Linked DNA regions of Sus scrofa: region 2 is linked to region 1. A link is a contact called in public Hi-C data. All regions are on one chromosome and are shown on one strand. The core of a region is the stretch at or near the end of the contact, and the rest is flanking DNA. Distances in the headings are between cores, read along the strand shown. Region 1 overlaps SLX4IP (protein SLX4IP). Region 2 overlaps LOC110257380 (a long non-coding RNA gene).

Region 1 (5,016 bases), core at 1,191-3,690:
AGATTCAGACAGCTGAAGATCCTGACTTGGAATGTCAACTACAGAGAAGATACTCAGGTTCCTCAGAAAACTAATATAGAACTACCATGCAGTCCCACTCCTGGGCATATATCTAGACAAAATTACAAGTCAAAAAGATACATGCACCCCTATGTTCACAGCAGCACTATTCACAATAGCCAAGACGTGGAAACAACCTAAATGTCTATCAATGGATGAATGGATTAAGAAGATGTGGTGTGTATATACACAATGGAACACTACTCAGTCATAAAAAAGAATGAAATAATGCCATTTGTGGCAACATGGATGCAACTAGAGATTCTCACATTAAGTGAAGACAGAAAGAGAAAGACAAATACCACATGATATCACTTACATGCAAAATCTAAAATATGGCACAAATGAACCTATCTAAGGAACAGAAACAGATTCACAGACATGGAGAACAGACTTGTGGTTGCCAAGGAGGAGGGAGAGAGAGTGGGATAGACTGGGAGAGTTTAGGGTAGTAGATGCAAACTATTACATTTAGAATGGATATGCAGGAGTTCCCGTCGTGGCGCAGTGGTTAACGAATCCGACTAGGAACCATGAGGTTGCGGGTTCGGTCCCTGCCCTTGCTCAGTGGGTTAACGATCTGGCGTTGCCGTGAGCTGTGGTGTAGGTTGCAGATGCGGCTCGGATCCCAAGTTGCTGTGGCTCTGGCATAGGCTGGTGGCTACAGCTCCAATTCAACCCCTAGCCTGGGAACCTCCATATGCCTCGGGAACGGCCCAAGAAATAGCAACAACAACAACAACAACAACAATAAATTAAAAAAAAAAAAAAGAATGGATATGCAATGAAGTCCTACTGTATAGCACAGGGAACTATATCCAAGCTCCTGGGATAGACCATGATGGAAGATAATATAAGAAAGTGAATGTATATATATGTATGACTGTGTCACTTGGCTGTATAGCAGATTGGCACAACACTGTAAATCAACTATACTTTAATAAAAATTAAATACTATCAAAAAAAATAAAAAGAAATTTTATTAGAATGACATCCTCATGGATATTTTTCTGGATTGTGGCAATATTTTGGTTTGTCAGGACATATACACACCAAACGTGTGAACCACCTTCAAATGCCTCCACACACACACACACCAACAATAATGCAAGCTGCACACTGTAAGTAATCAAGATATTTCATCTCCGGTAACCAAGAGAATCTTCTCAAGGGTCAGATTATTCCAGCTGCATCTTGGATGCCCCAGAGGCCTCTGTACACTTGAAGTACTCATTATGTTCTGTAAGAAGCCTGTCTATGGAACTGCCAAGGAGAAACTTTAATAAAGTTTCTCGACCTTAAAATACGACTCTATAACTCCTAGGGTAGTCTGTGCCTTTGATCCTGACAACTGCCATGCCCAAGGGTGGGCAGGGGCAGAGACAGCCATGTACACATAAGTGTCTCTGCCTCTGCACCACAGTCATCAGGGCAAAGGTGAATGCCTCCCCAGATACATCTTCGGAAGTGTGCTTATTGGAGAAGAATGCACTTATAAATGCACTTGTGAAAGATGTCACTTGGCAGGTGAGGAACCGCTGTGATCTACAACACTTGGGGGAGAGCAGTGAGAGAGCCAGCAGAGGGAGGTAACAAAGAAAATGCAGAGAGAAGGGTCCACTTCTCAAAGAGAGGCCCATGGAGCTGCCACGGGAGGCCCAATGCTGTCCCCAGACCTTCCCGAAGCTCAAGCACAAAGCCGGATGCCGGTTCTCTGGGGCACTCCGCTCCCCTATCATAAAGCATCCTTTTCAGTTCCAGTACTTGACACAGGCACATTGTTTCTTGCTCCAAAGAGCCCTGATTAGCAGCAGCCCGATACAGTCCTTACTCTCTAAATAAGGCACTAGGTTCTCTTGAGTAATCTTCCAGATCCTCACCCCATAAGGATTCTCAGTTGTCTATGAAGGAGCAGGACGACCTCAGTGCTTTTCCATGTGCCTTGTGTTGTCTCCCTCCAGACCCCAGTTCAATTCTGTGCGGGACCTAATACATCAAACTCGGGGCAGGCATCTGGCACAGGCCCCCAGGGAAGGCAGCGCTCCCAGGGGACACTGTTGGAAACCGGAGCACCATGCTCTCGGGGGCCCCTGGCTCGGCCTAGGTACCCCACTCCCCAAAAAGGAGCAGCTTTACATGAGCCGCTCCACATGCTGGCCCAAAGAAGGAGGGACAAGAGGATGAGGACAAACGATCAAGTCACGACAAGGAAGCACACACACGCAAGACAGGCCACCAAGCAATGGCCACAGCCTGAACCCAAGGCTCCCTCCGTGAAGGCACATGCTTCCCGTCCTGGATGGAGGCCCCGGGAGGGAGGCGGAGGTAAGTTATGGTTGACAGCTCAGCGGTCAGACAGTGACACCCCAGAGAACACCCATGCCTCTGAATCAGCAGGCCGCAAAGACAAATAAACTGCTTTTCACTTTGCGATCTGGCTTATACATAGTGGTTAAGGGGGAAAGAAAGAGGAAGTGACCGAGGCAGTGGGCTGAGGTGTAGAGGCTCCAGTCCCCACCACCCAGGCCTGCTTGGCCCAGGACCCGGAGACCCTGTGGGCCTTCCTTTTCGGGTTAACCATGATCCTTATTTGACTACAAATGGGAAAAAAAAGGGGAGAGAGAGACAGACAGACAGACAGACTGACAGACAGACAGACTGACAGACAGACAGAAGGGAGGAGGAGAAAGCAAGGGAAGAAAGAAAAGGAAAAAGAAAAAAACTCCATATAGAGATGTTTAAGGATACATATCTAAAACGAAGAAAGAAAGGGGCATCTAGAGAGAGAACAGCTTTTAAAAGCAAACTCCAGAGTTATTGCCTGGGACTTATTCAGTGACATTAATAACATTAAGGCTCTGACCATATTTGCATAACTATATTATATGACCTTTCAACATCACTTGAGACAGAAGAATGTCTTCTTCAGAATCATGAGCTTCTGTAAGAAGCACCTTCGGACATTGCTTACATAAGTCTTCATTTACTTGACAAGGTACAATGTTGTTAAGGGCAACAGATCATTCGCAAAAATTCTTTAAAAGAATGAATAGGAATTCTGGTAGCTTTAAAAAATTGCAAAATAAGCTGCTTCATGAAACACCCTGGAAGAAAAAAGTTAATCACAATAATTAATATCTGTTGTCATGATGATTATTACTGACATAATGTCTAATGTTTATTAAAATGGTTACCTTTGCTAAGCGCCTAATATGCACCATTTCGTTTAACTCTCATAATAACACTATGGTAAAAATAGTACAATTAGGAGTTCCCACTGTGGCGCAATGGGTTAAGGACCTGGTGTTGTCTCTGTAGCAGCATGGGTCACTGCTAAGGCACAGGTTTGATCTCTGCCCTGACACAGTGAGTTAAGGATCCCACATTGCTGCAGCCATGGCATAGGTCACAGCTGTGACTCAGATTCAATCCCTGGCCCGGAAACTTCCATATGCCAAAAGTGCAGAAAAAAATAAAAATGAAAAAAAATAATAAATTAAAAAAACATAGTGCAATTAGTGCAGGAGATGCTAATGCTGCTGGTCCAGGGAACACAGTTGGAGAAGCAGTGCCTTAGAGAATAATGGAGTCTGTCTTTTCTCTTCCTCCCCTTTGTCTCTGAGCTTCATTCCGGGCCCGGTTAGGATGGCAGCAGAAGCACATGTTCCAGCCTTACACACTAGCGCTGATGCAGAGGCCAGGATCCACGGCCGGCTCAAACTGCCAGACTGAATGCTGGCCACCCCACATGGCTTTTTCTTTCTTCCAGACAAAAGATACCAAAATGCCAAATAAGTAAACTGTTCACAGATCAAAATGGATTTTCAAAATACTTATTTTTAAGCATGCTTTCTAAATAACAACAATGTTCTAGGAATAATTTATAATTATAGAAATTTATAATTTTTTCTGGTTTCAGAAAAATATCTGTGCACTGGCAAAACATGATTAAATACTTAATCATCTTTATATCAGAATTAAGCAAGATGAAGTACAATTAATGTCTTCAACTACTATTGACTTTGAAAAGGCCCATATCAGGTAACAAAGTGAAAGAAGAAAAATGCTAATGACACTTTCTAAGTGATGACTCTATGGACAATTATCCCAGAAGGGAGTTTTTATTAGCACGATTTAATTAACCCATGTTAACAGGTAGGTACAAAAAGCTCAGAAAGACTTAAAAAAAAAAGCTCATCACCTCCCAAAGTGCAGGTCAATGTTAAGCCCTTGATTCAAACCCAGGCCTTTCTGCCTCCAAAGCCCAAATTCTTTGCACTATACCACACATCAAAACTCCCTCTAATAAAAATTTATGGAATTATAAAAACATAGTGCTAGACAGGTCCTGAGAGACTTGCTAATTCAACACCTCATTTGATAGAAAACATTTAAGAGATAAGAATAGACACGGTGGGGTTCCCTTGGTGGCTCAGCCGTAATGAACCCGACTAGTATCCATGAGGATGCAGGTTCAATCCCTGGCCTCGCTCAGTGGGTTAAGGATCTAGCGTTGCCGTGAGCTGTGGTGTAGGTCACAGACACAGCTCAGATCTGGTGTGTAGGCCAGGTGCTACAGCTCCAATTCAACCCCTAGCCTGGGAACTTCCATATGCTGTGGGCATGGCCCTAAAAAGAAAACAGCAAAAAAACAAGAATAGATGTGGTAACACGCCCTCACAGATGGTCCCCACAATCGCTCCCTTCCTTCGTACAAGCACACTGCTCTTCCCTCCTGACCTTGTGATGTGCTGACCAACAGAATATAGTGGAAGAAAGAGTCTTCCAATCCAGATGAAACCCTTAGGAAGCCTAGCAGCTTCCACCGTCATGTTCTCCAAGAAACTGATGCCAAGCTGTTAAGGGAGCTCAAGCTAGACTAGTGAAGGACAAGATGCCTTGTGAAGAGAGAGAGGCATCGTGGAGGAGGACCCAAAATGGCGCAAAGCCTTCTGG
Region 2 (5,248 bases), core at 2,120-4,619, 900 kb before region 1:
TATGGTTCTTTCCAAAATACTTGGCAATATATTTTTAAGTTAATTTTAATCTTCACTCACTCAGAGCAAGGAAAATTATAAGTAGTAGCAGACTGTTTTTCTCTTTCTGGAAAATCCTCAAAACAAACACAAGAACAGGGACCCGGTGTTTGCCTAAAGAACAGCATGTTAATGGCTGGTTTATACCCTTTCAAAAGAATGCTTATATTCTAAGATGACTCTAAAGACTCTAAGCTCTTTTTCCCAGTTCATAAATGACAGTCCAGAGATTTTTTTCCGGTATAGTCTTCCTGGAAATTGCAACAGATACAACTTACTTTATCAGAACAGGAGCTGAAAAACTGCCATCATACTAGCTATCAAAGCAAAAGTCCTGGAGTTCCTCTTTCCTGTTGAATTGAGTGGTGAATATGCCCTTGAGACTGAGATTTCACTCTTCCCCCAGTTGCCCTCCTCTGGTTCTCCATCTACTGCAAGAACCTGTGGCATATGGAAGTTCCCAGGCTAGGGGTTGAATTGGAGGTGCAGCTGCCAGCCTACACTACAGCCACACCAACTTGGGATCTGAGTCTCATCTGCTACCTATACTGCCGCTCCCAGGCAACATGGGATCCTTAACCCACTAAGGGAGGCCAGGGATTGAACCCACATTCTTATGGGTAGTAGTCGGTTTCATAACCCGCCGAGCCACAACAGGATCTCCTACAGCAACCTCATTTTCAGTGCTCAATAGCCACAAGTGGCCATTGGCCAGTGCAGATACAGAATACCTTTGCCATTGTGGAAAGTTCTGATGGAAGAGGTGATTTGGGAAATGTCCAAATCAATCTGGAGACGGTTGGCCCATGTGGGACCTTGGCTGGCCCTGGGATATCTATGAAGAAACCAGATACCTGGAAGGAAAGGAGATGGTTATCTAGAATGGACATCATGACTCACGTAGTGTGGCCCTGGGTCTTTGCACCATAAATTCACTCAGTGACCTTGGGCAATGTATTTTATTTCTTTGAGCATTAGTTTATTCTTCAGGAAAATAAGAGGTTATGGTAAACTAGGGCTTCTCAAATTTACATGTGAATCATCTGGAGATCTTATAAAACTTATTCTGATGTGGTAGGTGGTTGAGGCCTGATATGCTGCTGCATTTTGAACCAGCTCTCAGGTGATGCCAGTGATGCTGTTGCTACTGGTCCACAGACCACTCTTTGAGTAGCAAAGGGTTAGGTCAGAGAGCCATTGACTATGGCCTCAGGGGAGGTCCCATCGTGGGTCAGTCAAAATGAATCTGACTAGCATCCATGAGGATGCAGGTTCGATCCCTGGCCTCCCTCAGTGGGCTAAGGATCCGACATTGCCTTGAGCTGTGGTGTAGGTTGCAGATGTGGCTTAGATCTGGCTTTACTGTGGCTGTGGTGTAGGCCGGCTACTATAGATAGCTCCAATTCGACCCTGAGCCTGGGAGCTTTCATATGCTGCTGGTGTGGCCCTAAAAGGACAAAAAAAAAAAAAAAAAAAGAATATGGCCTCAGAAAGGATCCTTACTGTTTCCCTATTTCAATCCTGTCTCTAAGCCCCTGTCCAGCCCTGGAGTTCTTGAGGTCTGAAGAACAGGCCCACTCATATCCTAAAGGGGCCATGGTACCCATGACTCTGTAAGAATTTTAACAGCCATTTGATTATTCTATAAAGCAACAAAAAATAACTTTAGAAAAACTCTGTAGTTTCCTTGTAAGGAAAGACTTGATTCTTGTCTAATGACTTATATTAAATGAAGAGCTCACATATTCCACTTAGTAGAGACTAGGCAGTCTTTACGTTTGCTTTAAATGACCTCCCCAAGGGCACTCTCCTCAAGTGTTAATTGGATACTGTAAAATGTGGCTATTCCTACTAGCATAGCTATTCTTACTTAAAATTGGCAAGTGAAACAGCAGAGGAGCTGCACAGAATCATATAACCAGTGAGATCACCCCAGAGGTAATGGTTGGCAGACTCCAGATTTCTCCAGGAGGCTGATTGAAAAATATGCTACATACTACTGTATCTATACTATATACATATACCATACTATACTAATATACTACTAGAGGGTTCACCTCCACCAGACCCCGCAGTGTTCTCTTGAGCTCCTAAGTCATTAGTCTTGAATCCAAGACTTCCTGCTTTCTCGAGAACCAAGCAATGGGTGCTTTTAGCCAGCAGTACCACCAGATGATGTGCTGTGGCCTCTTTAATGTAAGCTACTCAGTTTATCCTAAATGGATGGGCATGTTTTCTGCATTTGCAACTTGGATTCCAAGGCTGGGAATGGTCATGCTGAGGAAGCCTGAGTACAAAAGAAAAGGATAAAAGGGCAAAGGACCAAAACCAACAGGGAAAGGCAATTACAAGGTGTATTAATGTACACTAAGCAAAGGGAGGGATTCATTACACTTTCAGGGGTTTTGGGTTTTCTTTGGGGAATTTTTTTTTTTTTTTTTGCATGAAAGGTAGGGAGAAAGAACTGATATTTGTCAGTCTGAATTGGATAAGCGCAGTTGCAAAGAATAAAGGGAGCTTTTAGAAAGTGGGCAGCTGCAGCAAAGCCTGAAGCCATGGTACTTGATACTACAGTATACTCTCTTAGTGATTCTGGGCAGCTTTTGAGAACAACAGAGGCCAGGCATTCAGGGTGGAAAACAATGGCAAATGTCAAGAAGGAAAGAAAGAATCTACAGCTTAAAAGACTGTTGATTGACAAGTAAGACAGATCAAAGAGAGAAATTCATATCAGGTATTTACAATTGTAATGCTAATAGAGATCAATAATTATAAAAGGAAACTATAGCAGAAAAAGCCAATAGCTTTCAGTCTTAAATAAAAACAAACAAAAAAGAAATTGGTCAAAGACTGAAACATTCATTTCATGCATTCTGATTTTTTTTTCACTGTTTATTTTTTACTCAACTAATCAATGAATAGCAAGTTTCCTAAGTGTGTTTGAATTTCTTTGCCTTAGAAATGATCCAGTGGAAATATTTGTGGAGAAGCACAAGGTGGGGCTCATGTATAATCCACTACAAATCAAGCCTCAGAGACCATATCGAAGCGTGAGCTTTTGTGATTCACAGGAAATGTTTTGGGAGAAGCAAGATTCTGCAAATATACCACCTGGGCCTACTGGGCTTGTTTTCACTTCCATTGCACTTCCACTTGTGCCCCACACAGGTGTGGATGTACAAAGCTTCCTTGTGGCAGATTGGGAGGTCAGGCTTGAAGAAAAAACCCTGTTTTTGGAAACTTGCTCAGGCTTGCTTGAGACCAGGGTGGTTTAGAAGCCCAGGGAGAAATGTTGAAATCAGTCATTGCAAAATCACTTTTGCAATAAGTAATGAATAAAAACTGAAGGAAAATCTCTTCCCCCACCCCGCAAAGTAAAAATCTACCTTGGGACTTGTCTAAACAGCTCTTCAAAATAGAACTTTAAAGACAACATTAACCAAAGTGCTTCCCAGAGCCAAGGCCTGGACCTTTGGCCATTTTTTTTTTTCATTTTTTAAAGTTTTATTGCCGTATAGTTGATTTACAATGTTGTGATAAATTTTGCTGTACAGCAAAGTGATTCAGTTATACCTATATACACATCCATTCTCATTCAGCTTGTTTTCCCACAAACATTATCATAGAATATTGAGTAGAGTTCCCTGTGCTATACAGCAGGTCCCTGTCAGCCAATCATCCCATATACTTCAGTGTGCATATGCCAATCCCAAATCTCCAGTCCATCGCTCCAGTCTGTCTCCTTTGGTAACCATTGGCCATTATTGACTTATTCATTCAGTAAATATCTGCAAGGACATGACAGATGGTACGCAGAGCCCAGGGTAGCGCTGAGAAGAGAAGGATGGTGACTCTTTTCGTATGGCTCGGAGACACCAACTTAGATGTCAACTCCTCAGAGTCACTGTCTTACACTTTATCTCACCTGGCTCCACCTAAGTTATTCTTTACCTACACTTTGACCCTTCCATCGCATCCCTTGGTACACCTAAATTCTGCTATTTTTAAAAATGGTGCCCTGTCTCCACCTACTATAATATCACTGTGAAGGTCCATCTGAATTATTCAGTGTTGTTTGCCCAGCATGTAGAATGGTGCCCATGTAAGATACGATCTAAAAATGTCTTTACTAAGGAAATGAAGGAGGAAGGTACAAACCATCCAACAACCTTCCTGTTCAGATGCAATGTTATATATAAAGAGAGAACCGCAGGGAGTAAGTGAAATATCCTTAAGGAAAATCAATTTTTATGGAACTTAAACTTTAAAAAGCTCACTTCTGAAGAAGACTTCTGAGAAGACTTTCCCCCAGCTCTTAATGTACCTCCACTGGTTTGTGGATTCAGGTCAGTGTGAAAATTTCAAAATATTGTGGAAGCAATAACAAACTCTTATTTCAAAGTGACATTCTGGCCATAATATATTCTGATCAATAGGAAATGATAGAGTCAAAAATTATGTAAAATGCATATGGAAATCGAAAGCGTGGAGTTTCCTCATGGGTCAGCAAGTTAAGGATCTGGCATTGTCCCTACTGTGACAAGGGTTTGATCACTGGCCTGGGAAGTTCTGCATGTCATGGGCACAGCCAAGAAAAAGAAAAATGAAACTGTATCAAAGGAGACATTTGAAATGAGTAACAAAAAATTGTCAGATTATTTAACAAAAAGTTCTGGGAAAACTGCTTTGTCTTTCTGAAAGTTGGATCTCTTTCTTTCTCTTTATCCCAGAATAAATTGCACATTCAATTACTTTTTAATGTAATTAAAAATAAAGTTCTAGAAGAGAACATTGGTAATGTGTTATATAATTTGTAGTGGAAAATTTATATGATTTTCTAATCAATATTTCAATATCTAAAGAACAGGCTCAAAGAACGATAATAAGCAGGGGAAATATTTGTATTGTATATTATAGGAGATAATGTTTTCAGTATGTAAGGAGGTTTATTAATCAGTAAGAAAAATACCAAATAAATAGAGAAGGTAAAACAAGGGCACAAGCAGGAAAAACAAACAAAACAAAAAAAAACCACAAGCGTTTACAAGAAGTAGAATGACGTTAAATTTTATACATAATTGAAAGATGCAAAATAAATTAATAATGAGATATGATTTCTTACCTTTTTTTGGCCAAAACAATGGCGTATGGAAGTTTCCAGGCAGGAGTTCCCTTCACAGCTCATCAGTTAATGAACCTGACTAGGATC

What was found. A called contact is a pair of places that touch in the nucleus more often than the background predicts.
Region 2: a contact with region 1 is called in a Hi-C map of retroperitoneal adipose tissue, with 1.5 times the contacts expected there. The contact joins two enhancer-like sites. A contact is called at or near these places in 2 of 47 Hi-C or Micro-C datasets (embryonic fibroblasts and retroperitoneal adipose tissue).

Annotation. Positions count from the first base shown.
Region 1 is chr17:19,407,430-19,412,445 of Sscrofa11.1, reverse strand. The region is part of intron 2 of SLX4IP (protein SLX4IP); the gene reads right to left. Among named protein-coding and RNA genes, the nearest start is that of SLX4IP, 46 kb to the right of the region's middle. Within about 2 kb of position 2,440, at least 13 of the 83 cell types and tissues checked have an H3K27ac peak or open chromatin away from gene starts, as enhancers often do. A contact at or near this core is called in retroperitoneal adipose tissue, where this site is marked.
Region 2 is chr17:20,310,897-20,316,144 of Sscrofa11.1, reverse strand. The region is part of intron 2 of LOC110257380 (a long non-coding RNA gene); the gene reads left to right. Among named protein-coding and RNA genes, the nearest start is that of TRNAC-ACA, 150 kb to the right of the region's middle. Within about 2 kb of position 3,369, at least 5 of the 83 cell types and tissues checked have an H3K27ac peak or open chromatin away from gene starts, as enhancers often do. A contact at or near this core is called in retroperitoneal adipose tissue, where this site is marked.